2 separate regions of the Anas platyrhynchos genome follow, and region 2 is linked to region 1. The links are chromatin contacts, called in public Hi-C maps. All regions are on one chromosome and are shown on one strand. The core of a region is the stretch at or near the end of the contact, and the rest is flanking DNA. Distances in the headings are between cores, read along the strand shown. Region 1 holds the start of ALG13 (ALG13 UDP-N-acetylglucosaminyltransferase subunit). Region 2 holds the start of AMOT (angiomotin).

Region 1 (5,690 bases), core at 1,791-4,290:
GCATTGTGCTCTTTGATGCATTAAGCTAGATTACTTTGTACTGGAACTAAACAGGAAACCATATTGATATTAACAGGCATTTTCTTTGAGTAAATATAAAGAGTTTATCCCAGTTGGTGTAATCTTTAAGCATGGAAGATCTCACTAGGAGAGCAGAAAGGTTTTATTCTGGTATTTTTATTCCTCAGAGCTGTTTATTCAAACCCAACAACTTTGTCCAAAAACAAAGCAAACTTTTCTGGTTGTCCAGGAGGAAAAGGTTTCAAAGTTGATAAGTCCATTGACTGCAATGTTTCCACAAGAGTGCTGTAAAAACAGACCAAAACAAAATACAAGAAATATTAATCCCAAAGGAGATTTTTTCTTCACACAATTTTCTTTCTGTTCACGCATACTTTAAGACTGACACAAAAATAAGGACATATTCTGAAATGAGAACAAGGCCCCACCATCCAATGGGCTCTATCTTCTAGGCAGCACTGCTGAGAAAAGAATTTCAACTTACATCACAGCTTTTACAGGCCAGCTCAAGCTCTAACATTTTAGTCTTTTGTAGCTGTAGTGCTGGGAGGCTGAACAAGGCCTGAGAATCTTCACTGTAAACCATATCAGGAAATTCATCCTACCTGAACACATGGCATAGTTCTCCGCTCAGCACATAGCCAGAAATAACAGTTAGATCTATCTGATAGCTTTCTATTATCACACTGCAAGTAAGGCTCAAATGCCAGGCACTGTTCAACAAAAAGTAAAATTCCTTACTGTTGCTGAACTTGTCAAAAGCACTAAGATAATAAGTTTAAGAAACTTGCCCAATATAAATGTATGTCAGGCCTACTCTTTTCAGAAGGCTCTCCTGAAACGTGCAAAATCCTATTTGCAGGGCAAAGGAACGAGATACAGGCTAAATAATGTGAGTTGCATTTCCTCTGCCTTCAGTTAATCTTCAGGTCATGTTATTTACAGAGCACAATGAATCATAAGTAACCATTAAAAAAAAGAGAAAACAGCAAGATATAGGCAAAACCAGGATAGCAAATGAAACTAATAGGAGCCAGGATAAATAAAAACAAAAGGAGCTGTATTTTTTTCTCCTGAAGTGACAGACAGTAGGTCTGTGAAACTCCATGTAAAAGGATTCAGAAAGTTGGGTTAAAAGGATAACCCAAGTAAGTACTTGGAATACAGATGCATTTAGAGTTACTAAACCATACAGCATCTTAGCATCTACAGCATTTTAGGGATATAGTTTAGTGGTAGGCTTTATAGTTCTATGTTAATGTTGGACTTGATGAGCTTAGAGGTCTTGTCCAACCTGAGCAACTTTATGATTCAGGTCCTCCCCAAATCAAAGTAATTAACAGTGTTAGAGGGAATGTAATATAAGCAAGTACCGTAAGTTCTTGACCTGCATGTGATTACTGCAGACAGGATATTAAAACTACATGGTCTCCTGATCCTTATCAGCAAGGACACTTATGTTTTTGTTTCCCCCCCTAAATACCCCAGATAGTTACATTTTCCTTATGGCAGTGCATCTATGCAGTCAACTTTCAGACGAGGGAAGTCTACACGGTGAACAATGAAATGGAGAACTAAGTCTGCAGGGAGCAAGTTACTTCTTATGGCTTATGGTTTTGAACTGATGGTCTAGTTTGTAGTATTTCTAAACTTTTATAAATAATTAAACAAAAAGTAAGAAAAGGCAGAGAAAAGAAGTTATTAAGTTCTTCTAGGGTGGACCTGACACTTCCAAATTCAACTACTACTTGGTTTAAACTGCTGTTTGTCCAATCTGAAAACATGTGCTCTCAAAGCAATAAATTAAAAGGACTCTTGGTGAAAAAAAATGAGAAGTTCGGAAGATAAACCAATAAACCACTATCTACTATGGAAAATCTATCCACTATGGAAAATCTACCCTGAAGATAAATAGAAGAGCAGCTCTCCGAGATCCCTGCCCAGTCCTCACTGCCCAGTGAAGATACTTTATTATGGTACTTAGTGAATGTGATTTTGTTACAGAAAAGGATGCAAGTTTTCATGTTACAGTCTCAATACTGTAATAACAGTGTTATGGTGTTGAGCACTGCGTGTTCAATCTGGACAGCTGCAATGGCTCCGTACCTACAGTTACAGTAGAGGACGTGTCCATCTCTGTGAAGCTGCTTCGCTAGCTCGAGCTGATGGTTGTCCATCAGCTTTTCATTTATTACCACCAGGAGCGGTTTTCCTTCTTCTAGAGTCTCCAAGCAGCTACCTGCACCTACAGGAGAAGCAGAAAACACTACGAGCACTCTCACCGACTGATGAAGCATCACTGAAGCACGAGACACTCCTGAAGGTGCACATTTCACCCGCACAGCTCTAGCTGGTGACCTTAACCTCCCACACCAGAGACAGCCACACATCACTCGCCCACGGTTTCCTCCCCCGAGAGCACAAGGCAGGCAGCCCGCGGGCCTGCAGGTCTACCTGCGTGGCTGATCACCAGGTCGGCCCTCTGCAGCTCCTCGGCCAGCGAATCCTTGAAGCGGAACACGTCCAGCGTCAGGGTCAGGTCGCGCCGCGGGGCCGGCTCCAGCTCTCCCCGCCCGATCTGCAGCACCAGCCGCTCGCAGCCGCGGCTCCGCAGCGCCTGCAGGGGGACGGCCGGGAGGGCTCAGCTCGCACACCGGGGCTCCCAGCGGCTCCCAGTTGCTCCCAGTCTGGCACAGGGCTGCCGCCCCCTCCCCTCCCAGTCAGTGTCAGCGGGCGGGCCCCGCTGAGGCGCCGTAAGGCCGGCCGTGAGGGGACAACCCCCAACCCCCAGCCGCCCGCCCGGGCTTTCCCCCGCCTCACCCGCATGGCCGGCGGGGAGGAGACGGCCGCGATCAGCTCGTCGAAGCAGGTGGTGCCCACGGTGACGAACACGGACTTCATCGCCGCCCGCGGGGCGCCTCAGCGGCGGGCAGGAGGCCGCCAGAGAGCGCTGCGGAGCCCGCCGCGGCGCTCCTAAAATGGCCGCCGCCATGAGGGGCGGCTCCGCGCCGCCCCCGCCCCTTGCGCTTCCAGAGGAGCGAAGGGCACGGGTAGGTGTGACTTACAGAGGGGAAAAAAATCTAAATGTTTAAAAAGGATTCAGTTCTGTAAGTTTTTTTTTTTTTTTTTTTTTTTTTTTTTTTTCCCCCCCCCTCCACGTGTTGTTTTAGCAATAGCGGGGCCCAGTCACTGTAACTGATATCCTGACTGGTACTGGGTGCGCTCACAAGCTGCCACTCCCGTACCACAGCCACCTTTTCTTTAAAGGCTGTTATAAATGGCTCAGTCTTCAAAACAGGACTATAATCAAAGTTTATAATTTATTAAAGGAATACAGGTAAGCAAACAGTGCTAGGTGCGCTGGGAATCTCTGCTCCACCAAGACACACACCAGTTACATCAAGTAGCTGATTTTTATGCTCCTAGGCTAGTACATGTTCATTACTACTTCTTAAAAACAAACAAACAAACAAAAAAAAAAAACACAGGGTTGTTATAATTAGTTTCCTGAATCCAAACCCTCCTACTGGAGCATGTGTATCAGTCTCCGGTGGTCCCTCTGGGGGTCTCTCGTGCTGAAGGCTCGTAGTCTTCCTCCCTCTTGTCCTTCTCCTTTGTCCAACTTGACTGTATGTCAGAGACTTGTGCAGTGTCCCCTGCAAGCTTTGTCTTTCAGTTGTTCTTCTGCTTTCCCTGTCTCCTTAATCTTCTGGCCAGATATCGGAGACTTGCATAGTGTCCCATGCAATAGTCATAATAGTTAGCAGTTATTCTGAAACTCCCCAGATATCAGAGACTTCAAGGGAAAGCCTACAAATACATTTCCCTTCAAGCTCTCTATTGACACAAATTGCTAAAACATTCCTTTGCAAGATACAAGAACTATATACATTATCCACTCTGGTTTTCTTAGGCTTATACAAGGGTATGTATGACAGAAGGTCACATTCATCATACCATATGGCCCTAGAATTGTTCCATATTGACACAATTGAACATATTTCACAAGGCTGTCACTGACATGAACTAGGATTACCGAGGTTTATCCAGCTTTCCCATAACACTGCCTTGTTTCAAGGACAGCTGCCTTTGTACTTTGCTACTGTCCCTTTTCTCTTGCTACTGTTTCATTCAGTTTCCTTCCCAGATTTCCCTGTGTGGTAAGAAGGAAAGTGTCTCTTCCAATGGAAAACAAATCACCAGAAGGAGCTAGATTTAAAGAGCCATTTAATTCGTAAAAAGGTGTGATTATATGCACACACTCACCCCTATATATTTGAGAAAATACCAAAACGGCCTTTTCTTAAATGGCTTTTCTTCGCAAAAACTAATTAATCCAGGAAGCTTGGTTAATGCAGCTGTAAAGCTTCTGGAAGTTGAACTGTACTTGCTATTGACAGTTTGTGCTTTCTTAGCTCCCTCAGTAAGTTTACCACTGCTTTGGAAGAAGAGAGGTCTGATAGTTTGATTCTCAAAATTGAAGTTGCCTGCTAAGAAAGCATTTCTAGAATGACCACACTAAAACAAATATTGCTGCAAATATTGGTGTAAGTGAGGGCTGGAACTTGACAGCATACACTGCAGTGACAGGCTGCCTTCCCAGCTGGAGAGCTCAGGCACCATGGGGAGTCCTGGGTGTCAGACACTGGTGAAAGAAACAGCCGTGAAGTCCCAGGAAAGAAAACACAACAAAATGCTCTCAGGGGAACCATTTCTGAGCTTGCTATTAATGAAGAAAACATGAGGTATCTAGGGCAGACAGACTAGAACAGACACAAGGAAAACAGGAAACTAGACTCAGAAGCAAACAAACAAAAAACAAAGATTCTATCACTGGCTTCCACTGTCATTTTACCTGTCTGACGTGAGCAGTTCAGTAGGTTTTTGCTGAACTGGTCACCTCAGCCTATTAAGCAGGGGAGAAGTCATATCATTACAGAGCAAATGCATGGCATGCAAGCCTACCTTCAAATGACTGAAGGCAGGAGCAAATTGCACACATCTCAGTGAGTGTGCTTGGGTAATTTTTGCCATGTGGAGACCCTTCCACTGATACCACAGCGACTGGGCAAGATGGGAAACAAGGAAAAAGAGGCAAATGTGGTTTGAATGCTGCAATTTATGTTCTGCTTTTATAGAGCAGACCCTTAATAATTTTGACTATGTACACCGTCCCCCCAAAATCACAGACACTGGCAGAGACAAATCTGTCAGAGGAGCTGAAAATGTATATTATGTCCTGATTGCAACTCAGGGAAAAAAAATAGAAGCAAAATTGAAATCAGGGCTAGGAGCTGTATCCTCCTGGTTTCTTTTTCTCACTTTGCCACTTACCAATGGTAACACCTCTGGGAGGTGATCTTTTCTGTTTATCCACCTGCAAGGCAGTGTTTAGCAATTTATCGCCTCTAAAGAATCCTGTGGAGGTGATTATATTAATGTGTAGAGAATTAAGACATTTAAAAGTCCTCACTTTCATTTGAAGCCATTGATTATTTTTTTTTCCTCCTACCCGCCTTTACTTGATCCTTTGAAAGGTCATCATTGAATACAGGTAGGTTTTCCCTACTCCATATTGTCTTTTTTTCTAAGCACACGTCTTTCTATTTCAGGCTGTTCTTACTACCACCTTAAGAAGACTGATGAAAAACACTCCCTTGAACAAATAC
Region 2 (5,690 bases), core at 2,097-4,596, 230 kb before region 1:
CCCTGAGATTCAACACTTCAGCGCTTCTGTATTTCATCTCTGCGATAGGCAGATCACAGAATGTAAACCGAAACTGGGCAGGGTTGGAGGAGAAGACAGGAGAGAGACGATGTGACTGCAGTTTACATGATGTGGATTTGTCCACTCTTATCCCACTTGAATTAATGTAGTGCGTTTAAACCATTGTTGTGGATTTAGAGTGTATATATTTATATTTTGCCTTTTCAAAGAGATTAAACCCTAGTAGCCATGTCTGTTTCTCAGAAAGGAGTGCACTGTGTAGCTTCTTCAATGTTCCTAGCAGGCATTTTCATCACTTGCCACAGTTCAGAAACAAGAGGGGACTCCAGTTTTTTGGAGGCTGATTGTAATAGCTGCTGAATAAAGATATTTAAAATGCCAACAACTTGTATGTGGTCCTTCTTTCACATTTTTTGGAACAGGTTATGTTACAATACCTTTTGTCCTAAGCGTCAGGAGTCAGATCTCTTTTCTTTTTGTGTTAATTGCAGTATTTGTAAATATCCTTTTGTTTTTATCTATGGATTTGTAATCATCCAGTCATCAACAAAGTGAACTTTGTTAGTAAGGAGGTTGTTGCAGATACACTGTTACGTCAAAACTTTCATACCATCAAGTAAGAAAGATGAATTTTTGAATGTGCAATAATAGTTAAATTTGCACTTTTTTTTTTAAGCGTGGTTCTCTCCAGAGAACTTGCTATTACATCTAATGTATGTAATCTGAGAACTGGAACGTCTGAAAACACAGGTAAAAAAGATTGTTACCTTTCTTTTATATGCAAAGAGAACCACAGCACTCTGCTTGAGCATTAGAACTAGCATAGCAAAGCACCTGCTTTGGACAATCGGGCTTGTGTTTGGGGACCAAGCACACTGCAGACCCACAAGGACTGTTAGTGGAGGAGCACCAGCACGATGCAAATGGATGCAGGTGGAATTCCCATTTTGGCTGTCAGGGGTTGGCTCCTATCCTTGCTCCATGACCCAAATGCAAGCACAGGGTGGCTCTAAACCAAAACCAGGGCTGTACTGAACTTTAGATTGGTTTGAAGTCAGCCAAAAGTGTGGTTTGGATTGAGCCATAGCTCTGCTCACAAGAACTGCAAGAGAACTCTGGTCCAGCTGAACTGCCTGTGCATCTTCTAGCTGGATCTCAACAGAAACTACTGTAAAGCAGCACTGCCTGCTCTGTCAGGGTGCCATCTGGGGTGTTCTGCGTGGTCTGAGTTGAACAAAGCAGCTGGGATGAACCATGGAGAGAGTCTTTGAGGTAAGCAGCAAGCCACAACAGAGCATGCTTTTCTCTTAATTGGTGCATACATGCACAGTATTACCAAGACAAAATGAAGGTATGTGCTGGAAACAGACATGGCCAATCTGCCAAATTTTGCTAGGTCTCAGTGGGATGTGAATCAAAGCCTAATAAAGCACATATAAAGTTGCATATGAAACTTCATGCATTTTATACCTAAAAGTAGCTCTTGCAAAGAAACTAGAAATCATGCAAATGTCTGCAGCGCTGTGGTTTTCTCCTCCTCCCTTCCTTTGTAACTCTCCCAAGCATTGTCTGATTACGCATGAATGATGCAGATTTTTGCTAGGATTGCTTTCTAGCTGTTACTCATGTTTTCCAGGCAGGGGTGCAGACCTCCGACAGCTGCGGTAACGAGGCAAAGAAAAGAGTGAGCTTGTCGGCCACAAAAAGACTATGGATTTTGGAAATCCAGTACTACAAAAACAAACATTCCACCATGTTTTATAACAGACCATTCTTGTCTGGCTCTGGCAAACAAGGCCTCATGACAGCACGGCCCATTTTAGTGTCACTCTTATACCCATGTTGCTGGATTCCCATGGAGCAAAAACAAGACTTTCCCTCCATAGTTCCTTTCTTGGTGTTTACAGTGAAGGTCGGTGTGTGGCCACTACCTCACTTTTTTCCCCCTCCCCTCCTTCATCACAAGCAACAAAACAAAGCTGTCTGTAATCGAATATAGCAAGGAGTCACAAGGCTCCACAAACGCAGACATCTGCGCTTAAAAACATCTTTTCACCTGACTTTGGATGCTTGCTATTTCGTGTTTAAAACGGTGGTGGTGGTGGTATTTGTTTTCGTGTGTTTATTTTAACTATTACAACTTTCAGGTCTGTGTGCTCACCCTGACAGACGCTTGGTTTTAAGGGTTTTAAAGTTAAGGGGATGAAGCATAGACTGCGGGAGCTGTACACTTGATGACCAGCAGTTGATTAAAGACAACTTCATTATGTAAGCTTTACCTATTAAGTTTTTGTTTTAGTAACCACTACTGAAGTTATAAAATATTTTGAGGCACCTAGAGGTGCTTCCATTGTTACATTTTACCTCCTCTGGAGTCACACTGTTCTTTCTGGATTATTTTTGTGTATGTTTGGAGATAATTCTAGACACACATCCTCGACAGTTCTGCCTTTGGGTGCCTTTTGTTGCGAGTGGTTTGAGGGCAATGATGCTAGTTAGAAACGTGGAAGAGAGGTTAAAAGATGAAGCAGTTGCAGAAAACTTGCCAGGTGCAGATTTAGCTTTTCAATGGGCTGATAACCAAGTGAGATAAAAAAAAATAAATTGTGAAGAACTTAGGTCCTCATAGCTGAGATCATAAAATGTTGATGTGAAAGTGTAAGTTTGCAGTCAGGAAAGTAAAATAAGCTTCTCTTAGGCAGAAAATACATGGGCTTTCTTAGGGGTGTCTCCCTGTATAAATTACAGTCTACTGTAAACGGCAGGAGGTAGAGAAAGTGTTTCTGCGTAGTAAAAAGCGTAATTGATGGCAGTTTTTCAAGTTACTCAGTACTGAAAATTGCAGTCACAGGTAGCACTGGTGACTCAAGGCCACAGGCAGAGCCATCAGCCTTGGTGTGCCAGAGGCAGGGCAAAATATCTTTAATAATTGCAGATTTGGCCAGCCAGGAGGCCAACTGCGGTGCAAATGTGCCTTTGTACATCGGAAACATCAAAACGTTACACTCCAGCGCTGCCTTTCCACAGAGGGGGCCTCGGGTGGGCAGCAGCCATTTTGTGAGGCGCATCCCGCTCCCTCGGCGGTAAAACCACCTCCGTCTTTTGATTTTATTTTTGGACACTGGGCTCTGCTGCGTAGTTCACAGCCTGGAGGGTGTTTCTGAAAAGGACTTGAGCGCTTTTAGCCCCTCAGTTGCCTGCTGCCGAGGAGCTGAGGGGGGACCCAGCAGAGCCTGCCGGGGCAGCTCCGTCCCGCCCATGGCCGCCTCCCCTCAGCCGGGCGAGGCGGAGCCGGCCGTGAGGAGGAGGAGGAAGAGGAGGGCGGACTACGCCTCCCGGCAGTCTCCACAGCGCCCGGCCCAACGAGGGATGCCGGGTGCCGTAGTCGGGGCCGCCTGGTGAAAGTTAATAACCGAAGGCGCCTCCCCGAGCTCCGCGGCGCCTCTCGTTGCCATGCCGGCTTTGTCGCCTCGGCGGGGGCAGCGGCACGATGGATGAACGGGCGGCCGCCGGGGCAGGCGCCCGCCGGGTAAGAAGCGGGAGGGGAGGAGAAGGGGAGGCTCTGGCCGCCGCTCTGAGGCCGGCTCCGGGAGGGGAAGGCGGCTTCGTGGTGCCCCGAGTAGGGCCCTGCCCGCCGGGCTCGGAGGCAGGTGCGGCGGGGAGCGGGGGGACGTGGCCCCGGCCCTCCCCTCGGAGCCCCCCGGCCGCTCGCCCAGCCTGAGGGAAAAGCCGGCCTCGGACACAACTCCCGGCTGCCCCTCGGCTCCCCGCTGCCCCCCCAGAGAGGGAAAAGTCCCTTCGCGGGAGGGGAGAGGGCTGCGAGGTTTTGCTGTGGGTATCTGCCGCAGAGGAGGGAGCGGAGCTGTCCCGACCCTCCCCGGCTCCGTTTCCCAGCCCGGGGGTGTTTGTGCTGCCCGCAGCCCTGCACGAGAGGTCCCTGCCCTGCCTGCTGCCTCCCGACCCTGCTGGCCCCCAGCACCCGCAGCAGCCCGGTCCCCAGGTGGAGCGGAGGTGACTCCAAGTCCTCCAGCCTTGCGAGGGGAAAGCCTCAGCGTGTGGGTGATAAGCCCACAGTGCTGAAAAGCTCTGCTTTTGGGGCCTTGCCCTGTACGGAATGGGGTCCCACCAGCCCCCTCGGGGCTGGGTTCAGCTGTCCCTGCTGCTGCTTGGCGGTCTGCCCTCAGGTGCGAAGATTGTGCCTTTTGTTAGCAGACCCGTTCAGGTAGGCCTGTAAATAAATGTTCGCCATCGGACTTGCCATATGGTTGAGGCAGAACCACAGTTCCATCTGTCTCTCTCCCAGGATATCTTTTTGATAAAGGTAAGGGCTGGAAGGCTGAATCTTTGGTCAAACAAGAACCTGGTGGGTGACCTTAAACGTCTACTGCTTTTGCTTGGTGCTGTAAATAGCCCGAAATAATTGAATCACCAGCATATGGTAGGACGCCCCAGCATTTCCATGGCACAGGCTCCTGGGGGGCTGCTCTCACTTTCCACGATGCTTGGGCACAGGTTCCTTGCCTGGGATCCTCCCCTGTGCAAAGCATACAGATTCCCATTCGATATTCAGGTTAAAAGTTTCTGCGTGTCACCTCTAATAAATGATCTTCAGTTCAGCCCTAATGCGATAGAAAATAACAAGTTCCATTTTAATTCTCTCCTCATCTTTATTCCACTTTTTAATAATAATTTTTCATTAAGCCGCTAATCCTGTCCTAGCACTTCTAATCAGGAAGGCTCAAGGTGCTTTACAAAAGAAGTAAGAATATAATTATTCCAATTATCCTCATTAAGGCCGATATTCTTAACTTTTCAGCAGCTTCCACAGATAATATAGGCCATAAATAATTAAGAGTACAATCTAATTAAAAGAAATCCCTAGTCGTAAACCAGAGGGCTGCACTGAAGTAGCCAGCCTTCAAAGGCATGGCCTTGTAACCTAATCTCCCTGATCAGAACAGCAGCTCATTAACCTGCGACTCCTCGCTCTCCTGACCTCGCTGCCCCCGCAGCAGGTACATCCAGGTGCCTGTGCAGGACCCCACAGAGGGAGAGGGTTGTGACAGAAGGCATTCTTGAGAGCCTCCTCCTATAGGAGCCCATCAGCTGGTCTTTTGAATAAAGGTCTGGTGTTCGGAGGGTTATCAAAACCTACAGTCGGAACTGAGCGAAGGTAGGCATGGAACTAGTTCAGTTTGTTAGCGGAAGAGAACTAGTTACTGCAAACTAGAAATGTTGCTCAAACTGGATTCCAGAAGATACAGAGAAGGTTGTGTCCTGGGTCAAGTTCCTATGCGACCTAAATAATGTTCTGACCCACAAAACACAAAACTCCCCATACGCCAACTTCCTCAAAGTCAGTGCGAACTGTCACGGCTGGGAGCTCGGGTTCTAAACTGCTCCTACTACAGTGGGTCTCTGTATTGTAACACCCGGGTGTCCCCTCTGGAAGCTGACTGTCTCAGGACTGCTGTTTATCTACAGAATTCACCAGCAGGGCTGCATGGGTGAAATCCTTGCTCTCATTCCAAATACCTGCTGTCACACATTAGTTACTCCGTGGGAATGTTTGTGCTCTGATTTGTGGTTACGCAGCGTTCGGTGATGACCTAATTGCAACATTCTCGTTAGGCAGAGAAATTTGAGTTTGGCTTTATGGTTCACCTCAC

The links. Hi-C and Micro-C count contacts between places; a contact is called where the count stands out from the background.
Region 2: a Hi-C map of subcutaneous adipose tissue shows a contact between it and region 1, with 3 times the contacts expected there. The contact joins the promoter of AMOT here to the promoter of ALG13 in region 1. A contact is called at or near these places in 4 of 8 Hi-C or Micro-C datasets (F1 follicle, liver, skeletal muscle and 1 more).

Annotation. Positions count from the first base shown.
Region 1 is chr10:6,212,069-6,217,758 of IASCAAS_PekinDuck_T2T, reverse strand. ALG13 (ALG13 UDP-N-acetylglucosaminyltransferase subunit) reads right to left here and starts at 3,040. Exons shown (of 29, transcript XM_072043103.1): 1 at 2,842-3,040; 2 at 2,476-2,638; 3 at 2,128-2,266; 4 at 197-306. The coding sequence starts at 2,922.
Region 2 is chr10:6,441,798-6,447,487 of IASCAAS_PekinDuck_T2T, reverse strand. AMOT (angiomotin) reads left to right here and starts at 3,346. Exons shown (of 13, transcript XM_072042990.1): 1 at 3,346-3,550. PGK1 (phosphoglycerate kinase 1) reads left to right here. Exons shown (of 11, transcript XM_005015196.5): 11 at 1-406.